Regions from separate parts of the Sus scrofa genome. Here region 1 is linked to region 2. Evidence: chromatin contacts called from public Hi-C data. All regions are on one chromosome and are shown on one strand. Each heading gives the region's core, a stretch centred on a gene start, on an enhancer-like site or on the middle of the called end of the contact. The rest is flanking DNA. Distances are from core to core; before and after follow the strand shown.

What was found. Hi-C and Micro-C count contacts between places; a contact is called where the count stands out from the background.
Region 1: a contact with region 2 is called in a Hi-C map of skeletal muscle, with 3 times the contacts expected there. The contact joins the promoter of TRAPPC6B here to the promoter of GEMIN2 in region 2. A contact is called at or near these places in 2 of 5 promoter capture datasets (fetal liver and liver), 11 of 47 Hi-C or Micro-C datasets (blood, embryonic fibroblasts, heart right ventricle and 5 more) and 2 of 2 datasets of contacts at active chromatin or transcription factors (alveolar macrophages and skeletal muscle).

The regions. Positions count from the first base shown.
Region 1 is chr1:169,717,355-169,724,670 of Sscrofa11.1, forward strand. It overlaps TRAPPC6B (trafficking protein particle complex subunit 6B), which reads right to left and starts at 5,428. Exons shown (of 6, transcript XM_013993366.2): 1 at 5,032-5,428; 2 at 1,289-1,356; 3 at 449-566. The coding sequence starts at 5,112.
Region 2 is chr1:169,670,703-169,677,583 of Sscrofa11.1, forward strand. GEMIN2 (gem-associated protein 2) reads left to right here and starts at 5,450. Exons shown (of 10, transcript XM_003121777.5): 1 at 5,450-5,634; 2 at 6,004-6,088. The coding sequence starts at 5,465. It overlaps LOC100627270 (a long non-coding RNA gene), which reads right to left and starts at 5,425. Exons shown (of 3, transcript XR_002346575.1): 1 at 5,343-5,425; 2 at 4,840-5,086.

The DNA.
Region 1 (7,316 bases), core at 4,178-6,677, 47 kb after region 2:
TTTTCCATGAAACCTATTATTTGCATGTTAACAAAATATTTTTAGAAGATATGACAGCAACTAAACAATGCAAGAGTTATTTAAAAGTTAAATGTTTTATAAATTAGATTCAGAAATTGAAAGACATAAATATTTTATTTGTGGTTCTGCATGTTATCACCACTAAGTAGAAATAATGAAAGACTCAAATCCTAAAACCTTTATCATTCTGATACTTGCTTCTTTCTTCAAACTTAAAATTTAATTGAGAAAAAGGAATGGTTATCAGTATTGATAACTGTCCCTTTGTCTTTATTCACTATATTAGAGAAAAAAAGTAATGCTGTATTAATAACATAAGAGAAACATTCCAAAGTTGACTAGAAATTAAATTTTATATAAAAAAATAAAAAGGACACTTATATCAAGTTAAAAGACTTAAAAAATAGGTCTTAATATATCTAAATACCTGATGATTTGTCCTTAGGTTGTCGATTTGTTTCTTGAATACTGTAGTCCAAAAATCTTTACAAATGAACTTCATGATATCTAACTCATCCTTGAACCTTGCAGTATCTTTTGTAAACCTAAAAAGATCAACTAGAAGTAATACAGTATTTTTCCTCCCAAGAAAGCAGAAGAGGCAAATTATTCACTAGTTTCCAAATGCCAGAATAGCACTGAACATTTACTGACTGTCATAAAGTGATAAGCACCAAGCAAAGTGGATCCCATCTCAGTGGATTCATGTTCTGTTATATATCTGGGACTAAAATTAGTCTAACAGTATATTAGTCTAACAGTAAGTGGCAATTTTAGGTACAATTAGCACATCAAAAAAACAGCATGATCATTGTATTGTTATATAAAATATAGTGAGAGTTCAACTATTCAGATAGTGAGAAAGGAATACTAAAAAGACGACGTATAAACTGGAAGATTATTACATGTATAAACAGAGGCTCTAAGGTATGTGTTTATACAAAATTCCATTTAGGTTAAAGAATCTACTAGACCTTAAGCAGGAAATGGAACAAGAATTTAGGTATGTGTTTCAGCTTACCAAAGTTCTCAAGAAAAAGCCTAACTAAACCATATACCTATTTTTTTCAAACATAAAACATGAAAGTTGGAAAACTGAGTTAAAATAGCATCAGACCTAAACAGAAATTTCCAGTTGTGAATTAAAGAACAGAGAATAAAGAAAATCGGGGAATTAAAGTATCTCAATTTCTATGCAACCTTTTGAAATGGATCATCGTTGTTCATAACCTTCCTAGAAGAAAATTTTCAAATCCATACTGCTCACCTTTCTATCAATCCTTGTCCCACTCGAAACCCCATGTTTTCCAGCTTAGTAATACAGCGTCCATTTTCCTATTTTAAAAAATATTAGTTTTGAATACTTTAGAATACAAAAAAATTTTCAAAAATAGTTTAAAGATATTCAAAAATATTTTTAAAATAATATTCAAAAATAGTTTAAAGGTATTGGCTAAAAATATTAATGTAAATATACCTTTTTTTCAGTGAAACATTGTAAGAAAAAGTGAAATACAAGTCATACTTTTTTTTTTTTTTTTTTCCTGTTTTGGCCACTCCGTGGCATATGGAGTTCCTGGGCCAGGGATTGAATCTGAGCAGAAGCTGCAACCTGTGCCACTTACCCCACTGTGCCAGGCCAGGGTTTAAACCCACGTTACTGCTGCTGCAGAGACACTGTCAATATAGTGGTGCCACAGCGGGAATACCTACAAGTTATACTTGAATTTCCTTAGTACTAATCATTTTCCTAAGGCAGTAAGATAAACAGAACTGTTGACTATTCTTGCTTTTCAGATATGACAAAGCCTCTTCCCAGTTACTCTTCTCACCTGCCCTGCCTTTTTCCATTTTCTACTATTCTCTCCTCAGTTATAAGATTGAGGTCAAGGTACCACCTTTGACTTTTTTCTGTCAGTCCTTCTCTTTGTGGTGTCACTAAATTCTATTATCCCTTGCTTCAAAATGTCTCTTTACATCATCCAAGGTTTCCATTTCTCAGTGTGTCCCTCCTATGCCCGGAGTCATGCAATTGCTTTGCTCTTCCCTTGACAATCTCAACTACTCTTAAGGCTTTAAATATGATCCTATATGGAAGACTCCCCAAATCCTCCAGATGATCTACAAAGCCTATACAATCTAGGCTCCTGGGACTCTCTGGCCTCCACCTTCTACTTTCTTCACTCACTCCATCAGCTCCAGTGATCTCCTTGGTGTCCTTAAACATGCCAGGGAGGCTCCAATTTCAGGGCTCTTGTATAGGCAGCTCTTCCTCCAGATATTCACATGACCACTCCCTCACTTTTAAGTCTTCACTCACACCTCACCATCTCAATAAGGCCCATTTTAACATTTTAAAACTGCAGTATCATTCTACTTCAGAAATTCTCTATACTAGTGATTCTCAAGGTGCATCCCAAGACTAGCAGCATCAGCATCACACGGGAACTTATAAAAATTGCAAATTCTTTAAGCCCACCCCCAATCTATTGAATCAGAAACTGTAGGTGTGGGTCAGTAATCTGGGTTTTAAGAAGCTCTCTAAAAGTGATTATGATGCTCTATCCCATTTCCCAGCTTACTCTGTCTCAAAAGAATTTCTTTCACCATTTAATGTAATACACGTTTTACTCACTGCCAGAGTGTATGAACAAGTAGCCACATCAGAAAGGTTCTACTAGAACTTAATTAAATCAAAAGAAAAAACTGTAGAGACAAGGAGATCAATGATTCCACATAAAAGCTTGAAGATGTAGGAAGATATAAAAAATAATGAAAAGTGTAAATGAATACTGAAAGGATAAATCCATAAAAATGTGTTGTGAGACTTAAAACATATACAGACAGAAGTTCTTGTGATTCACAATGAAGGGAGATGAATATGCACAAAACAAGAAGATAATGAAAATAGTAATAAGACATTGATAACAGTAATCAGTTTAGGAAAGTATTAGTGATTATAAAGTTCAAATTATATTATTAAACTCCCATGTACCTACTCCTCAAAATGAACAAATGTTAGCATTTTGGCAATTAAAAAAAAATTCAGGAGTTCCCATTGTGGCTCGGTGAAAATGAATCTGACTAGGAACCATGATGTTGTGGGTTCCATCCCTGGCCTCGCTCAGTGGGTTAAGGATCTGGCATTGCCGGGAGCTGTGGTGTAGGTTGCAGATGCAGCTTGGATCCTGCATTGCTGTGGCTATGGCGTAGACCAGCAGCCGTAGCTCTGATTCGACCCCTTGCCTGGGAACCTCCATATGCCACAGGTGTAGTCCTAAAGAAAAAAAAAATTCATAGGTTAAAATCCTAACCCCCAGTGTAATAGTATTAGGAGGCAGGATCCTTGGGAGGTGATTCTGTTTTGAGGATGGAGTCCTCAAGTACAGCATTAGTGCCAGAGAGCCAGCTAGCCCCTCTCCATCATGTGAGCACATAGCCAAAACATCCATCTATGAAGCAGGAGGAGGCTTTCACCAGACACTGAATCTGCTCATGCCTTCATCCTGGGCTTCCCAGACTGCATAACTGTGAGAGAAAAATAGCTCTCATTTATAAGCCACCCAGTCTGTGGTATTTTTGTTATAACACTCCCAAGAGACACTGTCCCTCTTGTAGTGTACAAACTGGTCCTAGAGATACCACAAGTTCAATCTGTCCAAAATAATTCATTACCTTCCCCTCTTTTTTCTCCTGTATTACCTTTCCATCCAACACAGCTGTTCAAGCTAAAACTCTGGGGTAATTTTAAAATCGTACTCCTATACCTAACCGAGTCTGAGAGATTCTACCACTTATCTCTCAAACCATTCTCCTCTTCTCTCTTTATCCAGCTCATCATCTCCTGCCTGGACTCCTGCAATAATGGATCTTCTGCAGTACAAGAATATCCCCTCTCCAGCCCAAGTACTGGGTTATCTTTCTGAGATGCAAATGGACCATGTCATTCCCTCCTTAAAAACCCTTCACTGAAAAGGTCCATGTTTTTTATCATACAAGACTCTTTCCAGCTTCAGCTTTTAATATTTCCCTCCACCTATTCAATCCAGTCACAATAAAATGCTTAAGCATATTTAAATATACTACACTTTCATCCCTCTGTGCCTTCACTTTACCTAGATGCTTTTCCTGCCCTCACTTTCTATTCCTCTTTTATCAGTAGCATTATAGAAAGAGCTTCTGACTTGAGCATGACTTTGGACTAGCTCATTTATAAAACCCTACAACTCCATGGTTCCATATCTAATTACTACCCAGTATGTTAATTATTCATTGAATCTCTGTTCCCCAACGATTGGGAGGCAAGGACTATCTTACTTATCTAAAAGCATCAGGCCCACAATACACACTTAATATATTTTCTGAATGAATCAATGAATGAATGAAGATTCCCACACATTAGAAGTAAACTCCAGGAGGTTGGGGCCATTGTTTAGCTCATTATTCTATCCCTAGCCACTACCTCTGACATGTAATGGACACTAAATAAATATTTTTAATTAGTTAAATTGTAACATCTGCAAAGTTTCTTTTGCTTCTGCTTCAAATCTCATTAGCCGTCTCTCTTTGAGTTGCCTAGAGTGTTATTGAGAGTTGGGGAGGGAGGGACAAGATTCTCGGGCTGGGAGAGATCTGTCCAGTAGACGATTAGGAAGTGCTGAAAGTGACAGAATCAAGTAGGAGTGCCGCAATCAGCTGTGCAATTAACTCTGCCGCAAATTGCGGTAGGGACAACACTTGGGTCAAAACTAAGAAAAGCAGTGGCCTGCAATACACAGATGTGGCACTGGACAAAAAAGTACCAAATAGTAGAAGATACGAAAAGGAGACTCGAAGGAAAAATAGAAGACAGCTGACAGGTTCTAGGGCTTAGGATACCTGAAGGTGAACAGTTTGTCTACACTTTGGGAGGCGATGAGTGGCGATGGGTCAGGGGTTGAAAGAAAGAACTGAGTGAAAACAAGGAGCGTCACCGCAAAAGGACCTCGAAGGGCGTGTGGCAGCACTCACCACCTCCCCCTGCTCCGCGGACTTGTACACTCCAGACACCATCTCGTTATGCAGAAGCAAAAACAACGCCTCGTCCGCCATTTCCTGCTTATTCTTCCAAGCACCGACTTTCGGCTCCCGTTTGGGACGGGCTCAGGGGTTCCTGCTAGTGCCTGAGCAGTTTGGCCTGCACGGCCGCTCCTTCAGTCCGCCTCTCGTTCCTCGTTGCTAGGAGACGAGGAATTCAATCAGCTTCCCGAAGACTGTTACTGCAGTGAGCCTGGTTCCGGGGCGAACGCACCCCAGGGCCACCAAGCCCCCGGGCTGAACTAGAGCGTCTGACAGGACCGGGAACCAAAACCGACGAAGATGCGATCCGGCCCCTGGGCGGGGGGCGAAAAAACAACTTCCGGTCCCCTCTACCCCGGCATTCCGCCAACTCTATGGTTACAGTTTCTTCCCGGGGTTGAACTGAGGGCTCCCAGATAGAGGAAGGCTTCTTCCTGTTACTACGTAGTAGGCGGCCGGCGAGGAAGGTGGTAAAGTGAGACTGGAGGAGCTCCTGCTGCCATCTTTGTGTTAGTTATGTTAGAACTGACAAGAGTTTCTACTAGCTTAATCAAAAGTTTTCATTTCTGCCGCATGTTCCTTAATAGGAAAAGTCGTAAAAAGAGTAAGTCATCATTTTGGGGGCTATAAATACTAGATATATTGAGAAATTATTCCTGTCCATTTTGGATTAAGCCTGGATATACAAAAAGATTTAGAAGCCATTAGGAAGTTTACTGGGAGTAGGTACAAGGGACGAGAGGAATGGAGAACGCAAAGAAATGCTAATTTGAATAAGAAAATACAAATTAGGAGTTGCCCTCCTGGCTCAGTGGAAATGAATCTGATTAGTATCCGTGAGGACTCAGGTTAGATCCCTGGCCTCGCTCAGTGGGTTAAGAATCTGGTGTTGCCGTGAGCTATGGTGTATGTTGCAGACACGTCTAGGATCCTGCATTGCTGTAGCTGTGTTGTGGGCTGGAAGCTGTAGCTCCAATTAGACCCCTAGCCTGGGAACCTCCATGTGCCACGGGTGCACCCCTAAAGGCAAAAATATATACATATATGTGTATATATGTGTGTGTGTGTGTATATATATACATATAGGCAGCTTACTAAGGTTGGTTTTTCTCTCTTTTTTTTTTTTGACCGCCCTACAACATACGGATTTCCCTGGCCCTCTGTGCCAGCCCAGGGATCCAGAGTCCTGGCGCTGCTGGGATGCCACGGATCCTGTTGCAGCACAGCGTGAACTCCAAAGTTCATTTCTCAGATCATAATAACATAGTTTTCTTTGGATATTTTGGAGCCTAGACGGGAAACTAATATTTATTGAGCATTTGTAAATGTTGAACATGGCATTCCACTGATGGGCCCCCATAAGTCAGACCATGTTAAACTTTCCAGGATCTTAAAAATAGATCCTATGGAAATAGGAATATATCCTACTTTTTTGGATAACTCTAAAAGCATCTTCCCATGGAAACATTGTTATACTTCGTGATTAAGATCTACTATTACCACATTCTCATGCTTCCTACACAGGATTGTAATAAGAATCAATAAGACTAAGTATGCTTATAATCAGAATCAAATAGTTATCAACACTCATCCGTCTTGGCAGCTCTAATTCTTTTTTTGTATAGCACTTAACCCATTTCTACCATTTTATGTAATTTACTTATGCTTATCGTCTGTCTCCACTCTTCCTGCCACCAAGCTCCTTGAGGGTATATATCTCTATTGTACACTGACTTATCCACAAACCTAGCACATAGCAGTCACTCCATAAATGTTCAATGACTTAATGAAAACATGAATGATATTTGCTCCATGAAAATCCTACAAACTACATGGAAGCAAGAACCACAGCTATCTTGTTCTATGCTTTTTCTTCGAAGCCTAGCTTAACACAGCTTTTAACGACTGTTGGTATGAAGTAAAATGGTAACTCGGGTTAAATACTTTTGGCCTGCTTCGTGCAAGGATGCACTGGCTGATGGATAAAGGATGAGAACACAAAGATTATTCATAACATTGCTTCCGTAGGAAAATGCTTTCTTCCTTTTTTTTTTTTTTTTTTTTTTTTTTTTTTTTTTTTTTTTTTTGCCTTTTCTAGGGCCGCTCCTGCGGCATCTGGAGGTTCCCAGGCTAGGGGTTTAATCGGAGCTGTAGCCACCGGCCTACACCAGAGCCACAGCAACGCGGGATCTGAGCCGGGTCTGCAACCTACACCACAGCTCCCGGCAATGCCAGAT
Region 2 (6,881 bases), core at 4,200-6,699:
GACATATGGATGTTCCTAGGCCAGGGAGTGGAATCACAGCTACAGCTGTCAGCCTGCACTACAGCTCACGGAACCACTGAGCCAGGCCTGGGATCGAACTGGCACCCTCATAGATACTAGTCAATTTCCGGATTGCACCGCAACCGGAACTCCAACCAAAGTCTAATTCTAATCAGAGCCCAAGGTGTTAGCTCTACCTGGCACTTTTGTCCTCATTCCTTTTAATTCCAGAGGCAGGACTACAGGTGACAAAGTCACCTCGGTTCAAAGACCAGGGCTCTTCAGATCATTAAAGGAATGAACCAAGAAGCTGAAGAACCCAGAAGCGGTGACCGGGTGGGGTGGGAAAGGCAAATGGGCCCCGAGCGGAGGGTGGGATGCTGGGGAAGATGCCCGAACTTCTGCTTTTCACCCAGCTCCCACCTTTCACACCTGATCCAGGGGAGCTGGGTGAGGGGGCCGCCTAGGCCAGGACAGAACTAAGCAAAGAGTGGTGGCTGAGAAGGTGATAGGTTCGAGCCTCAAAGCAGATCCTGCGGGGCCCAGTCGCAGCCCCGGAGCACCTCCCCTGCCCGGGGTACCAAGACCAAGAGGGCAGAGCGGACACCACCCTTGAGACCCCAGACCGCTGACCCGTCGCCGCTCAGCCGCCCCTCCCCCGCTTCCCACCGAACTCCCGCAGCCCCTCAAAGAAGCCAAGAGGAGGCAGCCCTGAGGTCGACTCTTACCACAGTGGCACCTGGTATGAAATCCGCCCCTGCCGCAGCCTCCACCTTACAAAATCAGTCCTCCAAGCCGGAGCAGCTGTGGCGCTGCAATTAGGACCCGCACCACCCTGCCCGGCCTCAATGCAGAAGCCTGCCGGACACACACAGCTGGTGCTGCCTCTGCCTTGTGAACGCGAGGGGGAGGAGCGGGGCCAGAGGAGGGGAGAGTAGAGGGGACCATCCTGGGGGCAGGGCGACCGAGCCTGGGAACTGCTGGGAAGGGTGCGGGACCCCGCAGAGCAGAGCACGGGTGGCGGGGGGGAAGGAGCCGGAGGGGCGTGGCTACAGTGACGAACTTGACAGCGGTCCACAGCAGGGGCGGGAGACCCGCGCGGATCTGGAGCGCTAGGGTGGGGCCACGGCGGATCATACTCCCCGCGGGCCGCAAGAAGGTAGGAAGTTCTGCGGCCAGACTCCTCAGCTCGCTGAGAGAAATGGAGGTATCCTGTAGGACACGCTCTCCTCTAGGTGCCTGGTTGATTCCAAGAACCACAAGACACATCTCCACTGAAAAAACAAAGTGAGAAGTTTGTACTTTCCCCTTGGTACAGCAAATATTTACTGCACATCCGTCTACTTTGTGCCAGGCACAGTAGTGATATCAGGCCAAAATCTCTGGTCTGCAAGGATTTACATACTATTTATATACTACTTCGGTATTCCTAGTTTACCTCTTTTCTTCCACAGTGCGTGCCCCCTCTCCCGCCCCCACTACACACACACTACAATCTTTGGTTGATTAAACTTGATGTGTTTTCTGCTTCTCTTTCCGAGAAAAACACTGGGAAAAATACGACAAACAGAAACAGGTTGGAAAGACATTTGAGTTTGGCTGTGTCAGGCAACCCCCCTCCTTCAGTGACAGGTTCCTCACAGAATTAACTCCAGATACCACAACACCTGAAATCCTGCAAAGCTTAGCCCTATAAGCATTTTACAGAATAGAGAAAAAGATGAATTTTTTGTTCTTCAAAGTGTATATTCACAAGAAATAAGATATGCAGCAAACATATATTTTCTTTCTCTAAACTTGTTTTTTATGGTGGAAGAGAATGAGTTTGCTTGTCAAATTTTAATACCATCCTGAAGTGTAAATGGGAATCCAAACCAAAATTCTGTATAGGCCTGAAAAATAAGTGGTCTCAGGGTGCCACCCTACTTAATAAGGATTTTTGACTGAAAATGCAGCAAGTAAATAGCTGTGGACAATGATATAATGGCAGAATAAGATATTTGCAAAAAGAAGTAAGATCTAAGAATGAGGAGGGTAAATAGACATAGATGAGAGGATCCATAGGGGTCCTGGAATTCAATGAGGATAAACCAAAGTAGAGCACCTTTGGTAATTTCATTAATTTCATGATCCCCAGAAATGTATCTTTGCTATCCAGCTCAATGAAGCCTAAGAAGTCTTAAGGCCTATATTTGAAAGAGTGGCTTTTGTTTCAAATTGCAATGAAATAAATGTTAGGATTGGGAGTTCCCATCGTGGCACAGTGGTTAACAAATCTGACTAGGAACCACGAGGTTGCAGGTTCGATCCCTGGCCTTGCTCAGTGGGTTAAGGATCCGGCATTGCCATGAGCTGTGGTGTAGGTTGCAGACGTGGTTCGGATCTGGCATTGCTGTGGCTCTGGCGTAGGCCGGTGGCTACATCTCCGATTAGACCCCTAGCCTGGGAATTCTCCATATGCCGTGGGAGTGGCCCTAGAAAAGGCAAAAAGACAAAAAAAAAAAAAAAAAAAGAAAAATAAATTGTTTGATATAAGGTCAAAGAGACCTCCCATCTGGAACTTTCATTTGGAACTATGGATTGTTAAACCATCATTTGAAATGGTGTCATCAACCGAAATGTTTACTTCACATTAGGATTTTAACTCTGAAGATTTGTATATAAAAACAAACAAACAAATGTTAGGATTGATTGGTAACAAATTCATTTATATCTGTCTTTGTATACTTTAAAGTGAATGAGTTTAAGCATTTAACCCTTGGATGTATCACCAGGACCCGCTGGACCCAACTTTAATTTTCTGAGGTTTTCTCTTTTGGGAGTTATATTTGTAAGGATTCATCTTTCATGACTTTTATTCTTTCTTAAAGGTCTTCCAGAGAACAAAGAGAAAAGTTATTTTTTAAAAAAAGAATAAAACTTATTTGATTTGCAATTGTCATATGGGTCCACTGGACTCTTATAAATCTAGGATACATCATGGAATCTTACTAATCTTATTTTTCCTGTTCTTGAAACATTCTACTTCATCATTATTTCACCATTACTCACCAATTGTTCCAAATTATGCTTTAAAATATCTAAAATAATAAGAAAATAGAAAAAGAATAAAATTACCCAAGATAATAGAACCTTCAAAACCAGCAAAATATGGAATAAAAATTGGAGTTTTCTATGTTTAGATACTTATTTGAATTTCCAATAAAGTTGTATTTCATTATCCCTTTACTTTTTTATAACAGCTTTATTGAATATTCCTTTACTCTGCATATGAATTATTCATGAAGTGACTTAAATTTATAAAAATTTAAAAGGATCCACTGGACCCAGATGGTAAATGATAAAGGCTATTTTTTCTTCTTTTTTTTTTTTCCTGATATGTTGAAAGCTAAGAGGTTTCGATCTGAGGAAGAGCAGAGAGAAAATGGAAAATTTCTTGAGCTCCGGAGAAAAGAGTCAAACTGAATTGGAGAAAGGGAGAATCTCCAGAAATAATCTTTACCAGCTTTCTAACTTAATCTATAGACATTCCTGGATTTGATATCAGTCTGTGAATCTGAAGGAAGCTTGTTAAACATTTACCAACATGCAACTAATTATAACTGTTTGCTTTTAGTTATACCCGTTGTGCCGGTATTGGTACAAAATGAATGTTCCCGAAATATTCATGAGTTGGGCATGAAAACCTAGACAGTTATATTATCATCATTTTTATATATTTAGATTGGGAGTAAAAATGTAAAATCTGACATAAGTCCCCACCACCACCACCAAAAAAAAGTCTTTTTTAAAAGTAAATTACTCCTGGAGTTTCCGTCGTGGCGCAGTGGTTAACGAATCCGACTAGGAACCGTGAGTTGCCGGGTGAATCCCTGGCCTTGCTCAGTGGGTTAAGGATCTAGTGTTGCCCTGAGCTGTGGTGTAGGTTGCAGACGCGACTCCGATACCGCGTTGCTGTGGCTCTGGCGTAGGCCGGCGGCTATAGCTCCAACTAGACCCCTAGCCTGGGAACCTCCATATGCCGCGGGAGCGGCCCAAGAAATGGCAAAAAAAAAAAAAAAAAAAAAAAAAAAAAAAAAACCAAATTACTCCTATGATCATTATTTCTTCAGACTGGCATTTTTTACAATGCCAGAGAATATTAAAAAGAGAGAGAGAGAAAGAGGTCCTGTGGTCAAAAACACCAGTAAAATTATGTACAATAGGTATCTTGACTTGTCAAGAGTTTTAATATGCTAATATTCATTGTGAATCTTTAAGAGTGGCATTTGCATACATTTCCCAAAGATATTTGACCTTGGAACTTTTTTCCAGGGACCATCTGGGGGCAAGTATTCTGAACATTATTCAGTCATTAATTAATCACTTGTTAATGTGTAACAGCCAGTATTTTCCTTCCTACTTTTGAACCCACAGAGATTTCCAAATTGGAGATTCCAGCAGTAGGTAAAATATGGTAACACAAATTTCTGGGAATTTTACATGGTCACCACTAGATGGCGGTTTCACCTCTACTTTTTCTTTTTTGTTTACTCTATAAACGAGGCACTTATTTTTTCTAACGTGGATTCTCTTCCATTTGTTCAGATGGTGACATTATAAAGCACTGGCCAACTATTTTTGAACTACTCACTAGAAAAAGTAATATTCAGCATCATATATGTTCTACTCTGCATGCCCTAAGACTACAATAATATCAGGTATAGTTAATAAAGCTAATTAATAAATTACACATTAGAGTTAATAGAATTCCAAACTCAAATAGACCTTAATGATAATTTGGTCCAATCCCTGTAAATAACAAATGAACGTGAGCATAAGAGTTTAAGTAGCACATACCAGGTCAAGGTGCTGATGGCCATTTAAAATTACAACACGGTTGATTTCATGCCTGTCTTTTCTTCTTTAAATGCTGACAAGACTTGTCACTAAAACTGCTAGCTTTTGTTCAAACAGCAATTGCTTCTATTCCATGGAAGAGTTCCCCTGTGGGGCAGCTGGTTAAAACTCCTACGTTGTCACTGCAGCGGCTTGGGTCACATCTGTGGCGCTTGTTCAATCCCTGGCAGGGGAGCATGCCACAGGCCTAGCCAAGAAAAGAAAGAAGAAATGCATGTGATGTGTCTACCAGAGACTTAAGAATTTAGAGCTCAACAAGTGATAATTACAGTAATCTGCTCATTAATTTAAAAACATTTAAAGTTCCCTCACTACTGTGGATGCATAAAATAATCTTCAGTATTTACTTAGGAGAGTAAAGAAGGAACCCCCCTTAAACACTTCAGAACCACTAGTACCAGGAACTAAATTCCTGGTCTTCATTATTCCACCCGAGCCTTAACCTTAGGACAACCAGCGAGTTAGCTCATGCGCAGCTTCGCCCCCTAAACCCAGCCTCTTGCCCATCTCCGCGCCAAAGGCGCCCGCCCACTTGTGCGCCTGCGCTGTGACCTAGACTTGGCGCATGCGCCGGGCAGGACGGGCCGGATTGAAAACTATGGCGTGGGTACCTGCAGAGGCTGCGGTGGAAGAGTTGATGCCCCAGCTGTTGCCAGTGGAGCCCTGCGACTTGACAGAAGGTTTCGATCCCAGCGTACCTCCGAGGACTCCTCAGGAATACCTGAGGCGGGTCCAGTGAGTGATTAGACCCTGTGCGGTGGGCTGGTGGTTCTCCCTGCGCACAGCGCCCAGTGCCTCGCCCCACCACCAAATTTGATAAAGCCCTGTCTCTGATCCCGTCTCCAGTTTAGGACCGGATCAAGATCCCTTCATTGCATCTATGAACTTAATTTTGCTAAACGTGATTACTCGTGAGAAGATAACGTGAACTTAAATTTCTTTGCTTTCAGTCCAGATAATTTCAGAAATATATCGTTTAGTACCTCAATTGCAATTCTGAACTTTTTTTTTCTGATTTTGTAATGAACTGTAGAAGTGGATCGCTTGTTTTAATGCGCATGAACAACAGTAATCACGTTTCTTGCATTTATTATTTGTTTGTAGGATCGAAGCAGCTCAATGTCCAGATGTTGTGGTAGCTCAAATTGACCCAAAGAAGTTGAAAAGGAAGCAAAGTGTAAATGTTTCTGTGAGTTTTATTACCCGTCAGGGGATTTCCCACTCCCAACTACAAATTAAAAGACCAAGGCTCTTAGTATAGTATCAGATAGTATCAGGCAGTATCAGTTAAGATTTGACTACTCTGTAGTAAGTTAGTAAATTAGACATTTGCTTGTACTTTGTCCCCTAAAAGGACAGATTCCATTTACTGCTTCCATAGAGGCTTTTGGTAACCCTAGCATTCATGGAGATTTGCTCATAATACTTTAAGAAGATGATCAAATCCTAAAGGAGGCTTTAAATAAGTTACTTACGCTATCCTTTATTTTTAAGGTATCTTTTTGCACTTCTTCATAATTATTATTGGGCTGATATTTAACTTTAATGTAGTTTGCATGTTCTGAATTTGACTGGCTTTTGTTTTTTAAAAATTTGAAATCAAAATATCTTACACTTTTCTAGGTATTTTGCCACTGTAAACCTTTTCATTTGTTTATCCAGCACACTTTTTACAAAGCAACTCTGTTGTGCTAGACACTGGAAATACAACAGAGGATGAAACAAAAAATATGTCCCTACCCTTGTAGAGTTTACATTCTCCTGAGAAAGAAGAAAAGCAAACAATTTAATTGCGTATTTTGACTCTTGCTGTGAAGAAAGTTAACATAATGACCAATAAGTAACAGGGATTAGCAGCAGAAGGTCTCCTTAAGGAGGTGCTATTTAACCCACAGTGGAAGGAGAGGATTCAATTTGTTTTTAAATTGTAATAATTCCTTTTCCTTTTATGTTCTAAGTAATTCCTTTATCTCATGTTTATA